3 separate regions of the Sus scrofa genome follow, and all the other regions are linked to region 3. The links are chromatin contacts, called in public Hi-C maps. All regions are on one chromosome and are shown on one strand. Each heading gives the region's core, a stretch centred on a gene start, on an enhancer-like site or on the middle of the called end of the contact. The rest is flanking DNA. Distances are from core to core; before and after follow the strand shown. Region 1 holds the start of WDR24 (WD repeat-containing protein 24). Region 2 holds the start of RHOT2 (ras homolog family member T2). Region 3 holds the start of PIGQ (phosphatidylinositol N-acetylglucosaminyltransferase subunit Q).

What was found. A called contact is a pair of places that touch in the nucleus more often than the background predicts.
Region 1: a Hi-C map of retroperitoneal adipose tissue shows a contact between it and region 3, with 1.5 times the contacts expected there. The contact joins the promoter of WDR24 here to the promoter of PIGQ in region 3. A contact is called at or near these places in 2 of 5 promoter capture datasets (fetal liver and liver) and 2 of 47 Hi-C or Micro-C datasets (liver and retroperitoneal adipose tissue).
Region 2: a contact with region 3 is called in a Hi-C map of liver, with 3 times the contacts expected there. The contact joins the promoter of RHOT2 here to the promoter of PIGQ in region 3. A contact is called at or near these places in 2 of 5 promoter capture datasets (fetal liver and liver) and 2 of 47 Hi-C or Micro-C datasets (epiblast stem cells and liver).

What each region holds. Positions count from the first base shown.
Region 1 is chr3:41,084,010-41,086,848 of Sscrofa11.1, reverse strand. It overlaps WDR24 (WD repeat-containing protein 24), which reads right to left and starts at 1,434. Exons shown (of 8, transcript XM_003124706.6): 1 at 279-1,434. The coding sequence starts at 759.
Region 2 is chr3:41,104,890-41,107,989 of Sscrofa11.1, reverse strand. It overlaps RHOT2 (ras homolog family member T2), which reads left to right and starts at 1,620. Exons shown (of 20, transcript NM_214325.2): 1 at 1,620-1,720; 2 at 1,863-1,921; 3 at 2,022-2,103; 4 at 2,184-2,227. The coding sequence starts at 1,684. It overlaps WDR90 (WD repeat-containing protein 90), which reads left to right. Exons shown (of 42, transcript XM_021086904.1): 39 at 12-155; 40 at 222-341; 41 at 436-520; 42 at 828-1,255. The coding sequence ends at 985.
Region 3 is chr3:41,176,182-41,179,208 of Sscrofa11.1, reverse strand. PIGQ (phosphatidylinositol N-acetylglucosaminyltransferase subunit Q) reads left to right here and starts at 1,756. Exons shown (of 10, transcript XM_021086906.1): 1 at 1,756-1,855.

The sequences.
Region 1 (2,839 bases), core at 185-2,684, 92 kb after region 3:
CGATCCCACGCTCAGCCTCAGCTCCGGCTGGCCCCACAAGTGCATCAGAGCTGTGAGCACACTCCAGATGCGCCTCGCACTTCCACCAGGCCTCCCCCGCCCCCCTCCGCTGACCTCCACCCACTCTTCCAGCGCCAGCTCGGCCTGCCCCTTCTCCAGGAAGCCCTCTGGAAGCACAGCTGAGGGCCTGTGATGCACACGGCACTTCCCAACCTGCCTAGACAGGCCAGGCGCCTGCAGAGATGCACACCGGCCCGACTCGCCTCCAAGGGCCTCACCCGAGAAGGTGCTGACAGAGTCCTTTCTGCGAAGGTCGAAACACTTCATGAAGCCATCCTGGGAGCCACTGAGCAGCACATGGGCCTCAGTGGGGTGGAAGCAGACTTTGTTTACCGTGCGCTTGTGCTCCGTAAACAGCTGGTCCTGCTTGTTGCGGGACGGCCGGCCCAGGTTCCAGGTGACCACCACACCGTTGGTGGCCGCCGTAGCCAGCAGGTTCTCATCCATCTGGTGCCAGACGACATCTGCGCAACTCAGGTTGAGCGAGGGCTTGCGGCCCACACGCAGATTCAGCTTCTCCACAAACTGCTCCTCCTCGATGGCGTAGATCTTGAAGATGCTGCGGCCAGCCACGACCACCTGGGCCGCGTCACGGCACACACTGATGGCGTTGGCTGGCGCGTCCAGGTGGCAGTGCATGGTGCGACCTGTCAGTGCACTGCCACTCAGGGCTGTGGTCACCCGGGACATCTTCTCCATAGCTGCACGCGTAGTGGTGGGGAAAGGTCAGTGAGGTGGGCAGGCCTGATGGGGGCGGGGGCGGGAGAGGGGGGATTGGCTAGTGCCTGTCAGCTGGGTAGTTCCTTCAAAACGGCTTAGGCCTCGGTTGGTCAGTCTCGGGAGCCGGTCCAGGGCAGTCTACGGTTAATCAGTGTGATAGGAAAGTTCCATCCCCCTAGCTGGGCAGTCAGAAGGCGCCATGGCTGCCTCGAGGCCAGTCAGTCCCATGTCTCACTTCTGAAGAAGATCGTACCTGCCAGGCCACCTCTCCAAACCCCCAACTGCCAGATCAGGACCGTCACTGGGCCTTCGGTCGGTCTGTCTCGCCCGGGGAGCCGCCCTCAGGGGAGGGGGCAGAAGGACTAGAGGGGCCCGGAGAACACAGGCTATAGAGGCACAGGGGACACGGGGGGACTTCAAGGATCGAGCTGCTTAAGGAGCCCCGGGGCGCGGAGGGGGGTCTGGCGGGACCGGAAGCAGAAGAGGCCGGCGGCACAGAGGCGGCGAGGGAGCGGGGGCAGCCGGCACCGAGACAGAGCCAGACGAACTGAGAAGTCGTTCCTTCGGAGAGAAACCGAACCCCTCGCTAACACTGCCGGGCCGGGCCGGAACCGCCGCACCGGAAGCACTCCTTCTCTTTCACGCCCCTCACCGGATGTGGTCCTTTTCTTGCCAGTCTCTCACCGGAAGCGGGTCCCACACCACAAAAGTTCCGGGTCGAGGAGCCCCGCTGCTGGAGGCGGAGGGGTGGACCGGGACGAGGGTAGAGGGGTTCCCTCGGTTCCGCCTCGGCTGGTGGCCTTTTTATTACAGTATGTTAACACCAGTGCTCATCTCTCCGCGAAGGTACGTCAGCAAGTCCGGGCAACCCTAAACGAGTCCCGAGTCCCGAGTCCCTCCGTCGTCTCCGCCCCCTCCCTCTCCCTCCCACCCGATCCCGGGCGCAGCCCCGTAACCGCTCTCCTTGCGTCCCTCGTTCCCCCTGATCCGAACGCGCACAGCGTACAGGTACTACTCGTCGGCCTAAGATTCTCCTTAAGTCCCCAATGCTCTGTGAAGAAATCCCAAACTCCTGGCCTCTTCCTCTCCCCGAGCACCTCCAGCCATGGCGGCTTCCAGCCGGCCGTGCTCTCTCCTGCTTCGCGGCCGTCGCACGGGCTCGCTCGCCCTCCGCTGCATCTCCTCATCTAGCAGGGTTCAGCTGAGTGGCTGGTTAAGGGGCCTTTCTGGGCCACCGCATCTAACTTGGCCCATACAGTCAACTGTTACCGTCACAGCACTTGTCACGACCCTTCCCTTTGTATGCTAGTTACCTTCTGTTGCAAATGAGTGTGAACCCTACCAGGCAGGGAGCATGTCTCTTTCTGCCCACAAGAGCTCCTGTGCCGGACCCCCACCTGTTCCACACAACTGGCTACATCAGTGATCCTCCCAGAGCCTCCTTTTCTCTCCTGGGTATGAGTCCCCATCTCTCCTAGCTGCACTGTGAGTTTTTAAGACATCCTTGACCCCTTTTTGGTTTGTTTTAAGGCCGCACCTGGGACATGTGAAAGTTCCTGGGTTAGGAGTGGAATCGGAGCTACAGCTGCAGGCCTAAGCCAAATCCTTAACCCCCTGAGCAGGGCCAAGGTTTGAACCTGCATCTTCATGGACACCGTGTTAGGTTCTTAACCCGCTGGGGCACAACAGGAACTCCCCGACCCTTCCTGCGAATCTTTTGTTTTGTTTTGTTTTGTTTTGCTTAGGACCACACCTGGGGCATATGGAGGTTCCCAGGCTAGGGGTTGAATTGGTGCTGTAGCTGCCAGCCTACACCACAGCCACAGCAATGCGGGATGGGAGCAGTGTTTGCAATCTACACCGCAGCTTACAGCAACACCAGATCCTTAACCTGCTGAGCGAGGCCAGGGATTGAACACACGTCCTCACGAATACCAGTCAGATTCGATTCCGCTGTGCCACAACGGGAACTCCCCTCTGACCTTTCTTAACCTTCGTGACCCTCTGCATGAAACAGGGCATGTGAAAGTTCCCAGGCCAGGGATCAAACCCACCTGAC
Region 2 (3,100 bases), core at 371-2,870, 71 kb after region 3:
TCTGCCCCCAGTATGGAGACTTCGGGGCAGAGGGTGCAGACCTGTGGCTGGCTGCCAGCGGGGACCAGCGGGTCAGCGTCTGGGCCTCTGATTGGCCGCAGAACCACTGTGAGCTTGTGGACTGGCTGAGCTTCCCGGCGCCTGCCCTCACAGAGGTAAGAATCCCAATAGCCCGGTGGGCAGATGCTGCCCACCCTCTCCCAACACCACACTCTCCACAGGTGCCCGGCTGCCTGCCACCGTCCCTGGCTGCCTTCTGCCCCTGGGATGGGGCGCTGCTGGCATGTGTGGGCCTCGGCCTGCACCACGAGGTGCTCTTCTACAGCCTCCGGCAGAAGCAGGCATGTGCACCTGCCCGCAGGACCTGGTGCTGGGGAGGGGCGGGTCTCAGGGCCATGGGAACCCCTGCCACGGCCTCACGCTCGCTGCCTGCAGGTGGTGGAGAGGATCCCGTTGCCTTTCCTCGCCGTGTCCATGAGCCTGTCCCCCAGGGCCTGCCTTGTGGCTGTCGGCTTTGCTGGTGAGTGCTGAGCTCTGGCGTGGACTCTGGCCTGACCTGAGTGGGGCCACGTAGGTACACCTGGGCCCCAAGCTCCTTGTCCCTGAAGTGGCTGGGGCGAGGACCTCCCCTCCAGGGGTGTTAGAGATCGGATCTGGAGATGGGGGGGCAGGCAGGTTCCCCCATGAGGCCCCCGTTTCAGCTGGAGACAGAGCCAGGGTGGGTTGGAGGATCCTCAGATCCTGGAGCTACACAGAGTCGGGCACGGGCCCCCAGCGCCCCAGCTGCCCTGGGCTCTTCTCCCCCCCACCCTGCTGTCCGCCCACAGAACAGATGCTGAGGCTGGTGGACTGTGCCTCGGGGGCCGTGCAGGACTTTGCTGGCCACGCCGACTCAGTGCAGCTCTGCAGGTTTTCCCCATCTGCCCGGCTGCTCTTCACGGCGGCCCACACACAGATCCTGATGTGGGAAGTCGTGGGCCCCTGAGCTGCTGCAAGGATGGCCAAGTTGGGCTTGCCTTGCTGGTCAGCCGGGTGCCTGGCCTGGGCAGAGGCTTGGCTAAGAAGTTGGCTTGGCCCAGGGCCTTGTGCTGGGCCCACGTGGCTCTGTGGGCTCCGCCCCAGGCTGGCCCCGGAGCGTGTTGTGTCAGTCAAGACCTTGAACACACATCTGTGAAGCGCTCGTGGCCTCGTTTCCTTCTGGATTTTGTTTCCACCTTGTACAGTTCAAATAAATGTGGGCGTTGCATTAAAGCAAGGTCTGCTGGCTTCTCCAGACTCCTGTTTCCGGGCTCGGCTGTCCCTTCCGACCTGAGATCAGCTGTTGACCTACCCTTAGGCCTCCTGCTCCCTGCCCCGACCCTGCAGGGGAGGCCTGGAGGCCTGCCCACCTGCGAGCTCCGGGGGGGGGGGGGGGGGGGAGGGGGGCGGCGGCACCTGGGGCAGAAGCCCTGCCCCTCCGGCCGGCGGTGCGCCTGCAGTGCCCAGCACGCCCACGCGGTGGCGCCGCGGCGCAGCCAGGCGCTCTGGTCCATGCCCCCGCCCCGCTAGCTAGTGCGGCTGCGCGCGCTGGGGCCGGAAGTGCGGGCGCCTGTAGAGCGCGGGCCTGGGCAGGGGTTGCAGTCGAGGTTGCGTTCGGGGACGGGGGTCTGCGTCCGGGTTCGGCTGCCGCTCTCTGCGGTCACCATGAAGCGAGACGTGCGCATCCTGCTGCTGGGCGAGGGTGTGCGCCCGGGCCCGGGCCGGGCGGGGGCCGGAGCCGGGTCGGGGTCTTGGGGCAGCGGCTGGTCGTGGCTGGGGCGGGGCGCCGCCACTTTGGCCGTTGCGCTGACCGCGCCGCCTGCCTCTTCCGCCCCCGCGCGCAGCCCAGGTAGGAAAAACGTCATTGATCCTGTCGCTGGTGGGCGAGGAGTTCCCCGAAGAGGTAAGGCCGAGCACGCCCCGCGCCCAGGGGGAGCCCAGGCCTGGGCGCCGCCGCCGCCCTCAGCCCTTCCCGGCTGCCCTCACGGCCGCCTCTGCCCCAGGTCCCCCCTCGGGCAGAAGAGATCACCATTCCCGCGGACGTCACCCCAGAGAAGGTTCCCACCCACATCGTGGATTACTCAGGTACAGAGGCCTCGGCCCGCGGTTCTGTCCAGGAGCTGGCGCTTCTGGCAGGTCCGCAGTGGGGTTTTTTTCCCATGCAGAAGCTGAGCAGACAGCCGAGGAGCTCCAGGACGAGATTCAGAAGGTACAGGGTGTTCTGAAGCTTCGGGAAGGAGGTGCTGGGCCTTGGGGTCAGGGCTCAGGCCCGGGGGTGGTGCTTTTGGCCTGATCGGCTTCACCTTCTGAGGGATGAGATTAAGGTGCCCAGCGAGTCTGCAGCCTCGTTAATTCTGCCGTGACCTGTCAGCTCTAAGGGTTATTGGGGTGCCGGTGATGCACCCTGTTGGGAGCTGGGGAAGAGAGGGACCTTTCCTCCCTCCTGCCCACATGGCTGGCCAGGTCTCCCTGGCTTTCCCTCTCCCGGTGGACCTTGGGAGCAGCCTCCAGGTCCGTGACAGTGATCCCTTAAACGGCTGTGCCCAGCTGTCCTTCCCCACCCCTTACTCAGTCCGGTGTCTTGGGCCTCTGGGCTGCAGTGGGTATTGTGGCCAAGGCTGTGGGCCGCACAACCCTCTGCTTCCCTGTCACCAGGAGAACCTGTGCCTGGACCAAGCTGGGGGTGTAGGCGCTGCCCCGGCAGTCCTGCCTGATCCCCCAGCAGCTGCTGCTATGTCCTGAGGGTACCACTGGGCAAGGATGCAGGCCGCAGCTACCTGCAGCAGCTGTCGAGGTGCCCTTTCCCCTGTGTTGTGGTCCTGGTCATTGGCACTGCCTGTGGTGACCAGGGAGCCAAGGGCTGAGGCTGGGGTGGCGGCGCCAAGTTTCACAGTGGCCGTATTTGTCCTGAGCCCTCAGGGGACTGGACCAGAGCTGCCATCCTGGAGCCTGGCATCTGTGGCGGGAGCAGGCAGGGAAGGGTTTGCCTGAGGTGTGAGTGGCCGCTGGTGTGACTCGGCCGGGGAGCGCCAGCTGGAGGGGCGGGCTGCCGTGGTCCCTGAGCCTGATCCTGTGCAGTCTG
Region 3 (3,027 bases), core at 507-3,006:
CCTCCCACCCCCTCCGGCTGTAGTTTCTTACCACACAGGGTAACGCCCCGCAGGGGATCCTGGCCCCGGTCGGAGACGCTCTGTCCGGCTTGGGAGGCCCTGGAAAGACGGCTGTTTCACCGCCGGGGGCTGGAAGTCTCCGAGGGCGGCCTGGGGTAATGGGCAGGGGCTTAGGTTGGCCCCAGAAGGGTCACGTTCCCTGCCTGAACGTGGGCGGAGGAGCTTGAGAACCCCTGCTCATCTCTCCCCGCCCCGCTTCTGGATGCCCCTCGGTCCCCCGGGCCTCAGAGCCAAACCCACAGCAGTCTTCCTGGGCCGTGGGTCTCCCAGAATTTTGTTCGGGGGCCACGGCTGAGAGTCAGTGGTCCAGCTCCTCACTGCCCGAGCCTCCGTCTAAGGCCGCCGGCGCTGCCGGGAAGGGCGCGGGGACCGTGAGGCGCTTCTCGGCACCCGGTGGGGTGCTCTTTGTATTGCGCCCCAAACGTGGGTCCGTGCAGCACCAGCTCGGAGAGGCCCGGCCACCCACCCACCAGCTCTCCAGGCTCCTGGGCCTCCCCCGCCAGCGCACCCGCCTCCCAAACCTCGCACTGGACCTGCCTGGACCCCCACCCCACCCCCCGGCTGCTGGACGGATCCCGGTCCCCTCAGGGCGGTCAGGGGGGCCCCGGGGTCTGCACTGCTCTCCAGATGACCTGCTCTTCCTGACGGCGCAAACGCACCCTGTGTCCACGTGCTGGACCTCGAGGGACGCTCCTGCTGCCACCTGTCCTGCCATGTGCTGGGGGCTGGGGCCTCCGTGCCAGACCATGTGGCTGTGACAGCCGCTGGGCTCGTGGTGGTCAGTGATCTCGCTCGTGGGGCTGTCCGCGTGCTGCAGCCTACTGCCCGAGCCCCTCACAGCCGCTGGGCGACAGTGGGCACCTTCTGGGCCCCCCCAGGAGCTGGCTGTGGATGATTTTGGCCACCTCTTGGTGACAGACTACATTCTTGGGGTGGGGCACAGCTTAACACTGGACCCTGCCCTGGAGCCGCTGGCCCCCACCTCCATGTTGGGCCTGGGGGGGGGGTCCCTGCTCAGTGAAGAGTTTGGGGACATGCAGTTGTTTGTCAGTGCCCGCCAGCCCCTGGGCTCCCTGGGGGACCTGAGTGGGCTCCACTTTGGCAGCCTGGTGGGCGTGGGCACCCATGCAGCAGCAGTGTCACTGTGGCAGACGAGCAGAGGTGCTGGTGATCCTGTTTTCCTGGGCCTGGGTGTCCCTCTGGCTGGTGTCCGAGGGACTGGGGGGCCCCTGGGTGTGGCCTGTGCCCCCCCCCCCGAGGATGGCTGCCTCAGAGCGTACCTGCACTGCTTGGAGCTGGCCTGACCAGGCGGGCTTGGACGGGGGTAGCCCCTGACCGTGCGTGCTCCAGCCAGGACCACGGTGGGGGAAAGTTCAGGGTAGGCGGGTGCTGGCCATGCCTTCCTGACCCTGCACGTTTGCTGACCCTCCTGAGCGCTGCTGTGCCGAGCCCTGCACTGGCCCCTGTCCTCCTCTGGGCGAGGATTCAGTCCTGCTCGGCAGCCGGGATCACCTGCCTCCCAGCCCCCAGGGCCCAGGAGGCCTGCCCTTCGGGGCCAGCAGCTGAAGCCTGGGGATCTCTGGAGAGTTGGGCCAGCTGCCAGCCCTCCCCCAGGCAGGATCTCCCGCTGGCGCCGCAGCCCCTGCCTCCTAATCAGACAGAAGCCGGCGGGGAGGGTGTGGCTGGGCTGGGCTCATCAGGGCAGTCTGGGAAGGGGCGCGGCCCCTCACAGTCCCCCATTTTCAGAGGCGCCCCAGGTTCTGAGCCTCCTGCAGCTTCTCTGGCCTCAGCCGAGGTAAGGGGGGGCAGAAGAGGGGCTGCCCTGGAGGCGCCCTGGGCTGTCACGTGGCTGAGCTGTGAACCTCCAGGCTCCTGGGCGTCTTCTCCCACAGGAGGCTGTCTGAGCCGTCGTTTCCTCCTCCGCAAACGAGGCTGCAAGGGCATGGGGACAGTTCTTGTGAGGACAGACTCCTGCTGCTGAAAAACAGCAGGAACAGGAGGCCCGGAGGGGCGGGCAGGTGCGGGGTTACTCTGAGTCTGGGGCCCAGCCTTGCTCCCAGTTCCAGTGAGGGGGTCTTCAGGGGGAGGGGACAGTGCCTAGTCCTGCCCGGGCGGCTGGTGAGGGATGCTTCTGCCTCTCACAAGGACTGTGGTTTAGGGGTCTGTGGTTTGGGCCATTGCCTGACAAGGTCCCGCCTATATGTTCCGGCTCTGCGGAGGTGGCGGTGGGTTAGCGGGTCAGTGTGGAAAGTTCTGTTGCCGGTTCTCAGTAAACATTAGTTGCTGCTGCTGGTGTTGGGGGTATTTTTCCCTGGAGCAGGAGGGGCCATCAGATCGGATGGCTTCAGCCTCTGGGCTGGCCCTCCAAGCTCACGTGGCCCCTGCAGGAACCAGGATGCTGGGAGAGGGGAGCCGGGAGATCCCACCCAGGACTTGGGGTCCTTTCACCTGGATGGTGGGGGGCAAGGAGAGGGCGGGGATCCTCATTTGTCAGGTCTAATGGGTCCCCAGACGAGGAAACTCGGGATGGGAGAGAGGTTTGGTGGCTGCGGCAAGGTGGATGACTGGAAGGCAGGGGTGTTGGGGACACTGTGGGTAGGCTGGAGGTGGGACAAGGGCTTTGTGCACAGAGCGTGAGGAGGACCAAGGTGCGCGGCGTGGGTCGGGCAGACGGGGACGCTATGGCAACAAGGGAGTCATTCTGGCCACACTGGCTCGAGGGTCCGGAACGTTGCATGCGGGGAACGCTTGTGCGTGAGGCCGGCGGGCAGCCCGGGCACATTTGGGGACGGACCGTAGCGCGGCAACGCCGGGAGCGGGCGGAAATGGGGCTCCTGTCCCGCGGCACGGCCGCGGCGGGGCTGGGGGCCGTGAGCGCCGTCGTCCGCCCGGGCCCACCCGTCGTTGTCCCCAACCCCATCCCGACCCTGCCGCCCGAGGGGGCGGCCCCGGGGAGCAGCCGGTGAG